Linked DNA regions of Mus musculus: region 1 is linked to region 2. The links are chromatin contacts, called in public HiChIP or PLAC-seq maps. All regions are on one chromosome and are shown on one strand. Each heading gives the region's core, a stretch centred on a gene start, on an enhancer-like site or on the middle of the called end of the contact. The rest is flanking DNA. Distances are from core to core; before and after follow the strand shown.

Region 1 (2,727 bases), core at 30-2,529, 120 kb before region 2:
AGCAAGTTTAATCAAATGCTGTGCTAAGCACCTGTGTGCTGTGTGTGTGGAAAAATAAATTTGAGTGACTACTTACATTTAGTACTTTATTCTCTTTAAGTATTTTGCTTAGTTATCTTTATTACTCTGTCAACATTGAGTGTGTCTTTATAGCCTTTTTCCCTACCTCTTCCCATCATCATCATCATCAAAAAAACCTTTCAATTCTCCTAAGTACTGTCTATACTAATGCTTTATAGTTTAAAAAAAAAGTCAAACATTTGATTTATTTTCTTTACTTTTTTCCTCCAGTCTGTCTTAAACAATTACAACTTAGAACGTCAATGCAAGTTTTGTGGAGTATATGGAAAAGTGTGACAATGGCAATTTTTATAGTGATTAATGTTTTATAATATACTTGTATATTTGTAATTCCACTTAGTTATGATCAAAATTATAGCGTGATTGATATTATAAATTATTAATTTTAAAATGAGGAAACGTGACATCAAACAGTAAGCAAATCACTATCCTATATTCAGGAACTCCTCTTGTTGCGTGTCTCAGGTTTATAATACTTTGCTATGAAAACGGACCTTGGGCTATGTGCATATCTGAGATCTAGTACTGGGAGGCAGTGGCCAGATAATCACAAACTATAGGCCAGTGAGGACTGCATAGTGAGAGTCTGTGTGAAGCAAATGGGAGCCCTCGGTTCTGATCAGCAGTCCAATGCTTTTCCAGCACATGCAAGGTCCTAAGTTTGATCCCTAGCACCAGAAACCATCCCATGACCAGAAAAGAAAGTCTGTCATCATGAACTGCTTTACGCTTCTACAATGATCAGTCTTATGTCAGCTTTTAATACAATAATGAGGGAATAAAATGATTCTAGTAAGGCATTACTATCCTTGATTATACAATAATCATATTCGCAATAAACAGCTTTTTAGAGGATGTAATACTCAAGACAGAACAGAAAGTCATGTGATCTAAATGTAAATTTCACTTTACAGACATGTTGTTCTCTACTCAGGGAAAACCTACAGCCTTTTTTTTTCCCCCAGCTGTCCATTTTCTTCTTCCCTCTCTTCAAAGCATTATTTTCTTTGGAGTTTTCCTGTTACAAATGTTTCTTTTGTACTACCCTCATTTCAATAGACAATGCTCCGGGTGACTGCAAAAGCACTTTGTGCTCTGCACTTGCCAAGTGTTCATTTGGATCCAAGGTCCATTACTAAAGCAAGCCTCCCAAGGGCCCAATAGAAGAAACGAGAAAGCTAAAACCATCCCAATGCTGAGCATGGTTTTTGGCTACTTGTGCAATGCTCAGGGTAGAAAGACGTTCTCCCTGATCCCCATGGATAGCAGTAGGTGGCAGCATATTTGATTAGAAACAGCCTTAAAAGTGAAACACTGCTATTACGCATCAAAAAATTATCCAGTTCCTATCAGAATTCATTTGTAGGACTTGGCTGCGTGGCCTCTTGAGAGTGGAAAACCATAGAATATCAGCCATGTAGAGGGATATTTATTTCTGTAATTTGATCCACTTATATCTCCTGGTTCTCTCTTAGGATATTATCCTTATTGTAAATAGAGAAAATTAAGTGTTTTAATAAACAGGAAATCATAATGGCCTTATTATATATGATAATAAGTGAAAATATAAGATTTTAAGGGACTCTTCTTTAAAATTATCTGCTACATGTTAGATCCCAGAAAACCAAAAACCACTAAATGTTTTATACTATATTAATTCTTCTATTATTTGGGGGCACCCATACTTATCTTTATGATTATTTTACCCATGCTTTAATTATGTTCCAAATATACATCAGGTGGGTATAGTCATCTTCATTAGGCAGTTGACAGACGTCAATCTGTTCTACTAAGTTTAAATCCTGCATGTTTATGAAAACTCACATAGGTTTTCTGACAACTTTGTATAGTTGCTGAGTGACAGGACCTGCATTGGAATCAAGATCTATCAAAACACTCCCTGTCTGCTGGGACAGTGCTGCTGCTTTACAGTGAACATTGACACATATTTATACCTGAGTAAACATCTACTGGATTTTGATATTAATTTGATCCAAGAACTACTCACATATTGTTTTTAAAGGCTTTCCTATGACACAGACATAATGGGAGTCTCCCACGTATCTACTTCACAGGATCTAAGCAATCTTATGAATACAACTCAGACACTGCTCCGCCTCATTAAGTAAAGCCTGTGAGAAGCTACCATTCATAATCTTCACTTTCAAGCAGTAAAACTGAGGCATGGAATGAGTGGAAAGTTTGTCAGGCTTACGAATTCAAAATAAGAAGAGAGGAACAACTGTAGAGTTCCTCTTCTCAGCCAAACAGAATATGGAGAGCCAGCAGGTGACCGTTGACCGAGCAGCTGGTTTTCTCTAGTTGAGAGTAGAGGATGCAGGCCTTACGGTGAGCTCCCCCTTTATTGAGGGCATTCCTAATTCTTTTGTGGGCTCAGACCTATTACATAAGGGAACTCTCTTGCTGCCTAAAATCGTGTTCCAATACAAATGGGCAATGAATGTGTTTCTCCTACTTTTCTAATTTATTATATGCCCAAGAGTGCTCTGTTACCTACAGTCCATAAATGAGACAGAGGGCGGTGAGACTTCTAGTCTTATAGCACTTGGAAGTAATAGACCAGTATTTCCTTTATTGATTGAATTTGCTCCATGACAATTCCATGCACCTTGATAGTACATTCTG
Region 2 (3,017 bases), core at 488-2,987:
TAAGGAGATTTAAAGGCAGCAACGATCTAGTTCTCCAATCTCCAAAGTCCTTACAATTGCTCCAAATCTCTGCAAAGTTTCCAACTAATCCTTCTAATCCTCCAGTAATTAAATCTGCATCTTCAAGTATTTCCAAGAAGTTACCACACCAAGGTACCCCATCGCAGAGACCACACTATCGGATTCTCATTTAGGCTGTGTGCTGTGGATAATTTCTTGAGATGGAAATATGAAAGTATCACATGTTTAGAATTCCAAATTTAGCTTCTTTGGTTCACATCTACGTTTATAAACTGAGTTTCTGGGGACTGCTGACTTTCTAGGATTTTAAGGATAAGGTATGCGAAAACTAGCACAGTTGGGTTGGTGGGTGTTCTAAAACACTAGACAAGTTTGCTGGTCTTCACTCTACATTAAGTTTGGCACAGATTTTCTCACTCTGTTCACTTTGACTTCACCCCTTCCTTTCACCTTGCATCTTCCTATGACTTCTTCATTATTCTAAAGCATGGGGACAACATGACAAAGCTAAGCTTGCCAGAGTGACAAGGACTGTAAATACAGCTATTTTCTTACATTTACATGTGGATAAGATGTTTCTCTGCATCATCATCATCATCATTATCTTATAGAGACTTTTTTTTTAATGTGCGTACAATGTCACTCCCTTTAGACTCACCAGAAGAGGGCATCAGATCCCATTACAGATGGTTGTGAGTCACAATGTGGTTGCTGGGGATTGAACTCAGGACCTGTGGAAGAGCAGTCAATGCTCTTACCTATTGGGCAATCTCTCCAGCCCCTAAAATTATTTTTAAAGGCTTGAGTTTTACAGCTAAAAAAAAATTAACTCATGAAGTACACTGTGCAGAAAAAGAAGTACAAAATAATTTTGATTTGTATCTTCAGCAATAGTTATAGATTCATAGGATATGTGAATCTGTACTGTTGTATAAAGATCATGAAGAGACACCCAGCTCTTCCAAAGCAAATGTACAGAAATGCTCTCCATTTGCTTTCGGAGGGATCTAATAAAATAACAAGCCACAGCCTATACAAACAGACATTAATATAGATTTTTAATCTATCATTTATGTATCTTGAGTTACATCATTTATCAAAATTATTGGAGCCTTTTGATTTCTTGTGGAATAGACTTCTACTGAGAAAGAAGTAGATTTGTACTTAAAACCCATGCTTGTGAGCTGTTATCTATGGTACTTGGCCACTACTTCAAAGGTTTAAAATCAGACATTAAACACGTAGCTATTTTAGCAGCTAATATAATTTCAGCTGAATCTCTTTTCTCTGTCCTAGTATGGACTGAAGGATAGGAGTCCAACTGAAGCAGCCTCCCCACCCCCATATTCAATAATAACATTCTTGCTACTGTTGCCAAACATTCCAGGAGGGCTCCTAAGGAGCTGCAGAATTATTTCAGTTCCACCTGTCTGCCCTCTGGTGGACATGCTAACGAGCAGTGCAACAGCCTCTCAAGACAGCTGGAGAGCGTGAGAATCCTCATTCACAAAGACATCATCTTCATATGCCCCTGAATGTTAAGTGCAGAAATAATTTTGATTATCTTCTAATAGGTATTCATTTATTAGCGGCATCGCTTTGTAGGGAAAAAAAAAGAAAGAAACCCTGTATCTATGACCCCTTTTTCTATCACTAGCACATCTACTAGGAAGGTCATTCGGATGTCAGATTCTTAAGAAACACTGGGCTCAGCTGTACAAAAGGAGGGTCGGTTTTGCTTTGAACAGGACTGTAGTTTTTATATTCAGAGGCTGAAGAGTAGATGATGTCATTCTGGAAATCTTAACCCTTAGTAAGATGAGAGAAAAATACAGGAGAGGTTAAAAAAAAATGTGGGAGAAAATTAATTCGTTTGACTTGGAGTTGGGAGATTTTGTTAAGTTCTCCCTGTGCTTCCTGGAAACAGCAGCATCAGCAGTGTCAATCAGCAGCAGCTGTCCCCACAAGCAAAGAAGAAGCACGGGAAGAATGGGAGGGAGCTCTCCCACACAGCGAAACAGCTGAGGAACAAAAACTCCAGCTGGGACCAAGATTAGCAACAAGTGGTGAAACGGTTGTTTCTGTTTTGCAAATTTCACTCAGCTACAAAGATGGAGGCAAACCAAACTTTGGAAACAGCAAGGGATCTCAAGTGGAGCCCAGTAGTGACTGTAACCTGCCATCCCATGAGCAGCCTGACTTAAGATATCAGTCCTTTCCCACTGTTTCCCCATCTCAGGAGCACCACCTATAAGTTAGCCATTCAACAAGCAGATTCAGCAAACTAACAAACAAGTGGCGTTTTCAAAATGTTCAGGATTCTCTGGCCAGCATTCACAATTGCTCAGCTGTCAAGGTAAAGGGCTCAAATATATGATGTGAAAATTACATTTTAACGAGGTGTCATGTGTGCTTAAAGTTCTTATTCATCACTACATAGCCAGAACTTCTGCAGGAGACAGGAATGCACTAATTAGCATATTATAAGGACAGGAGGTTCACCTAATCTGCATTGTTCAACTGTTGTGCACAGGCTGTGTGCTGTTGTTTAGATCCTGCTCCCTTCAAGCAAGTAGAGGAGCTCTTCATTTGCATAATCTAAATGGGTCTCTGAGAAAATGCAGATTGTATTTGGGAAGGAGGAGGAAGAAGAGAAGGGGGAGGAGAGGAGGGGGGAGGGTGATCTGGCCCGCAGCATCTGTCTTCAGCATTCTTTCCACAGCACATATTGTCCCATGCCTTTGTCACGCATGTTCCACAAGTAGACTTGTATATTGTAGCCATATTAAGTTTACGAAAATTTGAAGACAGGATTCTCTGCCTATTCCTATAACAAACTTGACTTTACTTCTGTGGGAAACTATTGTAAATTTGACAAGGGTTGCCCTACATTTTTATTTGGATAGTTTAGGAGGAAGCTGTTTGAGGCAAAGCAAATATCTTACTCCTCACTCCATTTCATTAATAAATATTGATTTTAGCACGAAATGGGTTGG

What was found. HiChIP or PLAC-seq counts read pairs in DNA pulled down with a chosen protein or histone mark.
Region 1: a contact with region 2 is called in an H3K27ac HiChIP or PLAC-seq map of neural progenitor cells, with 2.3 times the contacts expected there. The contact joins two enhancer-like sites. A contact is called at or near these places in 5 of 484 Hi-C or Micro-C datasets (embryonic stem cells, forebrain, liver and 1 more), 2 of 115 datasets of contacts at active chromatin or transcription factors (embryonic stem cells and neural progenitor cells) and 2 of 9 other capture datasets (adipose tissue and embryonic stem cells).

The regions. Positions count from the first base shown.
Region 1 is chr5:81,638,828-81,641,554 of GRCm38.p6, reverse strand. The region is part of intron 10 of Adgrl3 (adhesion G protein-coupled receptor L3); the gene reads right to left. Among named protein-coding and RNA genes, the nearest start is that of 1700031L13Rik, 480 kb to the left of the region's middle. Within about 2 kb of position 1,279, at least 21 of the 459 cell types and tissues checked have an H3K27ac peak or open chromatin away from gene starts, as enhancers often do. A contact at or near this core is called in neural progenitor cells, where this site is marked.
Region 2 is chr5:81,518,606-81,521,622 of GRCm38.p6, reverse strand. All of the region lies in intron 9 of Adgrl3 (adhesion G protein-coupled receptor L3), which reads right to left. Among named protein-coding and RNA genes, the nearest start is that of Adgrl3, 500 kb to the right of the region's middle. Within about 2 kb of position 1,737, at least 73 of the 459 cell types and tissues checked have an H3K27ac peak or open chromatin away from gene starts, as enhancers often do. A contact at or near this core is called in neural progenitor cells, where this site is marked.